Regions from separate parts of the Sus scrofa genome. Here region 1 is linked to region 2. The links are chromatin contacts, called in public Hi-C maps. All regions are on one chromosome and are shown on one strand. Each heading gives the region's core, a stretch centred on a gene start, on an enhancer-like site or on the middle of the called end of the contact. The rest is flanking DNA. Distances are from core to core; before and after follow the strand shown.

Evidence for each region. A called contact is a pair of places that touch in the nucleus more often than the background predicts.
Region 1: a Hi-C map of skeletal muscle shows a contact between it and region 2, with 2.5 times the contacts expected there. The contact joins the enhancer-like site here to the promoter of FOXK1 in region 2. A contact is called at or near these places in 1 of 5 promoter capture datasets (liver), 19 of 47 Hi-C or Micro-C datasets (alveolar macrophages, blood, brain and 9 more) and 2 of 2 datasets of contacts at active chromatin or transcription factors (alveolar macrophages and skeletal muscle).

Annotation. Positions count from the first base shown.
Region 1 is chr3:3,600,982-3,604,179 of Sscrofa11.1, forward strand. All of the region lies in intron 2 of FOXK1 (forkhead box protein K1), which reads left to right. Among named protein-coding and RNA genes, the nearest start is that of AP5Z1, 20 kb to the right of the region's middle. Within about 2 kb of position 1,605, at least 56 of the 83 cell types and tissues checked have an H3K27ac peak or open chromatin away from gene starts, as enhancers often do. A contact at or near this core is called in alveolar macrophages, liver, mesenteric adipose tissue and 4 more, where this site is marked.
Region 2 is chr3:3,554,653-3,557,824 of Sscrofa11.1, forward strand. It overlaps FOXK1 (forkhead box protein K1), which reads left to right and starts at 1,487. Exons shown (of 9, transcript XM_021086021.1): 1 at 1,487-2,059. The coding sequence starts at 1,509.

The DNA of each region.
Region 1 (3,198 bases), core at 355-2,854, 46 kb after region 2:
CCCTGAGCTCCTCTCAGATTTCTCGCAATAGCTCTGCTCTCCAACCCAGAACTTCAGCCTGTCATCTCATTGCTCTTTCAGACACCTCACCGGAATGTCATCTGAAACCTGAGTGCCCCACTCACGCCTGCAGTTAAGCTGTGCTATGAAAATGCCCTCACACTTAACTCGTGTGTGTATGTAATTTATGCCGAGACACAAATTATGTGGAGGTAAACAAAGCAGCCACTTTGCAAAAGTCTGGTGGTTCCTCAGAACATTCAAGGCTTATCTTAGCACCCGGCCACTCCCTGGGTCCGTGGAAACTCGTCCCTGAGCGATCCTGGCAGTGCGAGAGCATTCCCGGCCCTGGGGACAAGTCCCATGTCCATCCGCTGCTGAGTGGAGAGGCGGTGTTAGGGCCACCCAGGGGAGCGTTATTCCTGCACAGAGCGGCTGGGGTGCCGACGCATGGTCCAGCCCAGGTGAGCCCTGGGGGGTGACCCCGCGCAGAGCAAAAGAAACCCCTCCCCAGAGAGCACAGGTTGCACGATCCTGTCGGTGTGAAATGTCCAGAAGAGGCAAATGTGTAGAGGAGGAAAGGAGGCGAGGGGTTGCCAGGGGCTGGGGGTCAAGGGGGTGACTCCTGGCTGGGGTGGGCTTTCTTTCTGGGGCGAGGGCAAGTGTCTGGAGCGAGGCGGTGGCAGCCAGGTCCGCCGGCGCGGGAGAGCCCTGCCTTGAACACTCTCCGCGGGGGCCCCGTGCAACCTGTGGGTCACATCTCGGCGAGGCTGATGAAAGCTGTTAGGCACTGACCCTTTGTCCCGCAGCACCGGGAAGGAACGCGGGCCAGGCATGCCTCAGGGCCGCTGGGAGCCCAGAGCTCACGACAGGCGTGTCCTGTGCTGGGCGGGGTGGGCCTCGGAGGCCCTTGCCTGTCCCTCTGGGGAAACCAGAGCAGGCGGTCAGCCTTAGGCAGGCGTGGGATTGTTCATCCGCCCTTTATAATCCAGTCCCACGGACGCTTTTTAAGGAAAAAGAATGTTTTGCTTTGTACCTGGGGGTTGCCATAAAGTAAGTGTGTTTCCCAGGGGCATCTTAAATAAAGACCCTGGCCAGCGGGCTCAGCTATTCCGGCGGAGCTCCCGGCGCTGCACTTGCTCGGGTCGGAGGGAGGCGGCGGTTGTAAAGGAGCCCAGTGAGCTGGGGTTGGCGGCGCTGTTCGAGAAGCCGCAGCGGGGCCCAGGCAGGCGCCGGGTTTATATTTAACTTGCTCTTGGGGCTGGAGTGGGGGCTGGGGGTGCGTCCCCACCCTGGCCTTCCCCGGAGGCTGCCCGGGGAGGCGCTCTCCTCTGGCTTTCGTCTGCTGGAACTTGTTTTGGGGGAAAGTAGTCACTTGGAGACTGGCTCTTTCACTTTTTGGCCTTGAATTAAGTGTCACAGAAAAGGATTTCTGTTTACATCCGTTTGTCTTAGCGCAGCGGAATTCGATTGAGCGACTCCAAACCTCAGAGGCCCTGAGGTTGAGCTGGCCAAGATCCTTTTCCTGTGCTGCTCTTGCGGGGTGGGGCCGGCGTGTTTACCAACAGCCTTCCTCTGGGCGGCCCGCCCCGCGCGCCCCGTGCTCCCAGTGCTTCCGGCGCGGGGGCTGCAGGAGCGGGTCCCCAAGGAAGCGGCCGCGGGGCGGAGGCCCTGGCCGGCCAGCTGCGCTGTCGCAGGGGCAGGGCTGCAGCTCCCTGCCGCCCCTAACGTGGCGCCTCTGCAGCCCTCGGAGCGGGTTTTCCCCGGCACCTCGCGCTGCGCCCCTTTTCCCCGAGGTTCGGGGCGCGGCCGTGGGAACCCGCGCCGCCGCCCCTCCCCCGCCCGCCGCGCTGCCTCGCGGCTTCTCCGGCTTCTCCGCGTTGCCGGGCAGCCCGTGGGCGTGGGCGGGTTTTTTTCCTGCGCTGAAGGCCTCCGCCCAGAACATGAATGAACGCTCTTTGAGAAGTTCTGCTACCTTAAGCAGCATTTTGCTGACCTCCCCCCCCCCCCGCCCCATTTTGCAAAGAAGTGGTTGGTGTCTTTAGGAGAGTAAAAATTGGTTAACCGTGTTCTGAGTTTTGCAAAACTAGAGCCCAGTCCGTAGAGACACAGTTTTAAGAAAACTGGAGAAATTCAGCCAGAGAAAAGGGGCAGCACAGAAAGCGAAAGGTTTTAGAAGCGCTTTCCTGAGGAAGGCATTTCTTGATTTTTTTTTCGGAATAGAAGTCAGAACCAGAAGGATTTCACGTTGTGACAGTTGGCAAAGGTTAGCGGGAGGAACGTTGTATAAAATAAAAATTAAGCACAGGACTCCGGAACCCAAATCCCTTTTCATCACCCTCTTGGGCGGGTCTGCTTCGCCACCTCCGGGAGTTCAGTCCGAGCTCACTTCCCATTGTCTCGCTGTGTTCGGTGCTTTTTGAGTTTGGAGGTCCACGTACTTTTGTGTTTCTGGCAAACCGCGGGTCCTTCCTTGAGAGGGATGTGTCTGCTGCCGCGTTTCTGGGCTCTGTGGTGCCCTGGAGAGGAGCAGGCCTCTCGGGCTGCCGTCCTGCAGAGTGGGATCCCTGCCTGCAGGTCTAGGAGCCCCCCCATTCCATACCCGCACCTGTGGACCTTGCACACACACACACACACCCCCTCTGCACACCCACGTGATCCCTCCCCACCCCACCCCCCAAAAAAACTGGAAAGAAATCAAAGTTGCTTCATGTGACACATAAAGGCAGGGCCCTCCCTGTTCTTGCATTTTTTCCTTCTGCCTAAACCTGTGCCGGGGTGGTTTGCGGCTTTAAAATGTTCTCTTGTAGTGCAGCGGGTTAAGGATCCGGCGTTGTCACTGCAGTGACTTGGGTCACTGCTGTGGCTCTTCAGGTTGGATCCCTGGCCCCAGAACTGCCACCCACACGGCCGAAAAAACATGTTGAGAGGAAGTTGAATGGACTTGTCCTTTAGTTCTTGTCTCCACTGGATGGGTTCCCGGCTCTCAGACACATCTGTGGGGGAGGGGGGAGCGGCTCTGAAGGTCGCTGTGCCATGTTCTTGGCTGACCCTTCCGGACCACACCCAGCCCGTGACCTGCCGCCCGGAGCGCTTCCTTCCGGGCTTTGGCTCTGGGGTTGAGGGAGCAGGAGGGGCCTGGCAGAGGAGCTGAGGGAGGCCTGGGGCGGGCAGCCCAGATGTGCCCACTCGGAGGGA
Region 2 (3,172 bases), core at 237-2,736:
TAGGCTTCAGAGTGTCCTTCCTTAGGGGAGAGATCCCTGACCTTGGGGTTTTTTTGTTTGTTTGTTTGTTTTGTTTTTTGGCTGCCCTGTGGCATATGGAGCTCTCGGGCCAGGGATCAGATCCAAGCCACAGCCTTGAACTAAGCTGCAGCTGCAGCAATGCCGGATCCTTAGCCCACTGTGCCAGGCTGGGAATCGAACCCAAGTCCCAGGGATCCCAAGATGCCACCGATCCCACTGTGCCACAGCGGGGAGCTGCATTTTTGTGTGTGTCAGTTTCTAATTATTTATTTATGACTGCACCTGGCCAGGGGTCAAATCCAGCAACCACAGCAGTGACAGTGCCAAGTCCTTAACCCTCTGAGCCACCAGGGAACTCCACCCTGACCCTGTTTTTATTGTCCTCCTCCACTATCAATTAGCTTCTCTCCGTTACAGCTTGTAAAAATGTACCTGCCCCCCCCCCACTCCCACCCCAAGCCCTGATTCTGTTTTTATCTATTTATTCAATCATGTACTGGTGGGGTTAATGGATGTTGCAGCCCCAGGCTGTGAGTGTACAGTAAGCGGCCAAGCTTCCCACCCTAGGCGGGCCACATCTCCATACTCTCTCGAATGTCACTGTGTGACTGCCTTATTGGACTTGAGACTGCTGTAATTTTGTCTTTGTTAGGATGCCATTTGTTTCCTGTCTGCATCTCCTGCCTTGGGGTTTTTTTGTTTGTTTGTCTGCCAGACCGTAAGCTCCACCAGAGAGGGTCTGCTTCCCCCCAACCTCAGTAATTATCAAATGATGGCAATGTGTTAAGACGGCTTCCATTCTTAGGGGGCCCTGGAGGAGTTACGAAAGCATGAAGCACTGCGGGATCTGAACGATGCCTCGATTGGCCAGTTCCGTGGTCTCTGCAGGCATCTCTAAGGGGCTTAGAGGGCAGGCGACCACTGCGCCGGGGCCTAGCACGGGGCCCGGGACGACTCCGACGAGGAACCCAGGCCCTCAGGGAGGGCGAGCATCTTTAGGCCAAAACCTCGGCCACAGCACGAAGCCCCTTCGCTTCCGTGTGATCGCACTTCAGGGCTGTCGGATGGAGCGCCTCGGGCCCAGGAGACTGCTGAGGTCCGTGTCCCGCCCTCCAGGGCGCGACCGAGGATGCACACGTCCCAGCGAGGCATCCTGGGGGTCCCTCCATTCCGTCCCGCGAGGGCGGAGGACGGGGCAGCCCCCGGCCGGAGGCGGCGAGCGAGGCACCGGCCTGGGGCCAGCGAGGCGGGGCGGGGCGCGGACACCGGCCCCGCCCCGCCCCGAGCGCGCCCCGCCCCGCGCGCGCCGCGAGCGCGCCGCGAGCTTCCGCGAGCCCCGGCCGGGCGGGCGGGGCGCGCGGCCCGCAGGCTCCGCTCCGGCCGGCCGCGCTCCGGCCCGGGATCCCGCGCCCGCCCGCCCGCGCCCCCGGAGCCCCGCCCCCCGCGCCGCGCCGCCGCCGCCGGAGGCCGCTCGGAGCTGCGCGAACATGGCCGAAGTCGGCGAGGACAGCGGGGCCCGCGCCCTGCTGGCGCTGCGCTCGGCGCCCTGCAGCCCGATGCTGTGCGCCGCCGCCGCCGCCGCCGCCGCCTTCCCCGCCGCCGCGGCGCCCGCGCCCGGGCCCGCCGCCCCGTCGCCGCCGCCGCCGCCCGCCCAGCCCCCGCCGCCGCCGCCGCCGCTGCCGCCGCCGCCGCCGCCGCCGCCGGGCGCGATCGCCGGGGCCGCGGGGGGCGCGGCGGGCGAGGCCCTGGTGGCCGCGGCGGCCGCCTCGGTGCGCCGGAGCCCCGGGCCCGCGCTGGCGCGCCTGGAGGGCCGCGAGTTCGAGTTCCTCATGCGCCAGCCCAGCGTCACCATCGGCCGCAACTCGTCGCAGGGCTCGGTGGACCTGAGCATGGGCCTGTCCAGCTTCATCTCGCGGCGCCACCTGCAGCTCAGCTTCCAGGAGCCGCACTTCTACCTGCGCTGCCTCGGCAAGAACGGCGTCTTCGTGGACGGGGCCTTCCAGCGGCGCGGCGCGCCCGCCCTGCAGCTGCCCAAACAGTGAGTGCCCCTGCCCCCGCCGGGCGTCGGCCCGGGGTCACCCCCGCCCCCCTCCCCCGCCCGGCTGGGGTCCGAGATCAACCCCGCCCCCCGGGAACGGCCGCGGGGATCCGGAGGCCTGGGCCCGGAGGGTCGTCCCTGCCCCTCCCCCCTCCCCGCCCGCCGGCCTGCCCGGGACTCCGCGGCAGCTCCTGCCCCTGGCCGCCTTGGGCCGGCGACAACCCGCTTTCCTCGCCTGGTCTGGGCCCCAGGATCGACCTCGACCCCCGCCCTGCCTGGACCCCCGACGGTCGCCCACCAGAGCTTGGGTCCTCCCCCTCCCCTCCCGACCCGGACCCGGGGTGATTCTTGATCTCCGCCCTGGCTGGGCCCTGGGCGTTGAGGGGCGGCTCTGTCCCCACCCAGCTTGAGCTCTGAGGGTCCCTCTCTGTCCCCCTCCCCAGTCTGCACCCCGGGTCGCCCCAGCGCCCTCGCGAGGAGGGTTGCTTCAGGTGCCGTTGCTCCGGGAGATGCGGGGTCCCTGCAGCTCCCCCAAGAAGGCCAGTGACCGGTGACCCACAGAAGGCCAGAGCCCCGGCCGTAGGGGCCAGGTCTGAGCGGCGACTTGGGCGGGGAGGGGACAGGCAGGAGAGTGGGCTGGGTGGGGACAGGAAGTGCCCTTTTCTTAGCGCACCTGAGGACACAAGTACTCAGCACTGGGAGCGTTCGGATCGCAGTTGGGGTTCCTGAGCAGGGAAGCAGGGCAAGGAGAAGGGACCGGCCGCCCTTGGGGGGGGGGGCAGGCGGCGATGCCCCACCGTTCTTGAGCAGCCTCCTCGTGTTGCCCGGCTCTTCCGGTTCCTGGCACCCTCAGCCGGGGAGGCCCTTGCTTTTTTGAGATCTCTTGACGAGGAGAAAGCCTGTCTAATCACTCGCGTCGTCCTCAGGCACTTTCTTTTTCTGTGTAGTGGTTGCTTCCATCTCCTCACTCCTGTTTCTGTTTCACCAGCGGGCTCCGTGTGCCCAAGGGGTCCCAGAGTGCCTGATTACCCTTTGCTTTCATACACCCCCTGAGTCCAGGGAATTTTTGCTGTGGGGTGATTTCCAGGGCTCAGAGCCTGTGTCTGTAAGCTT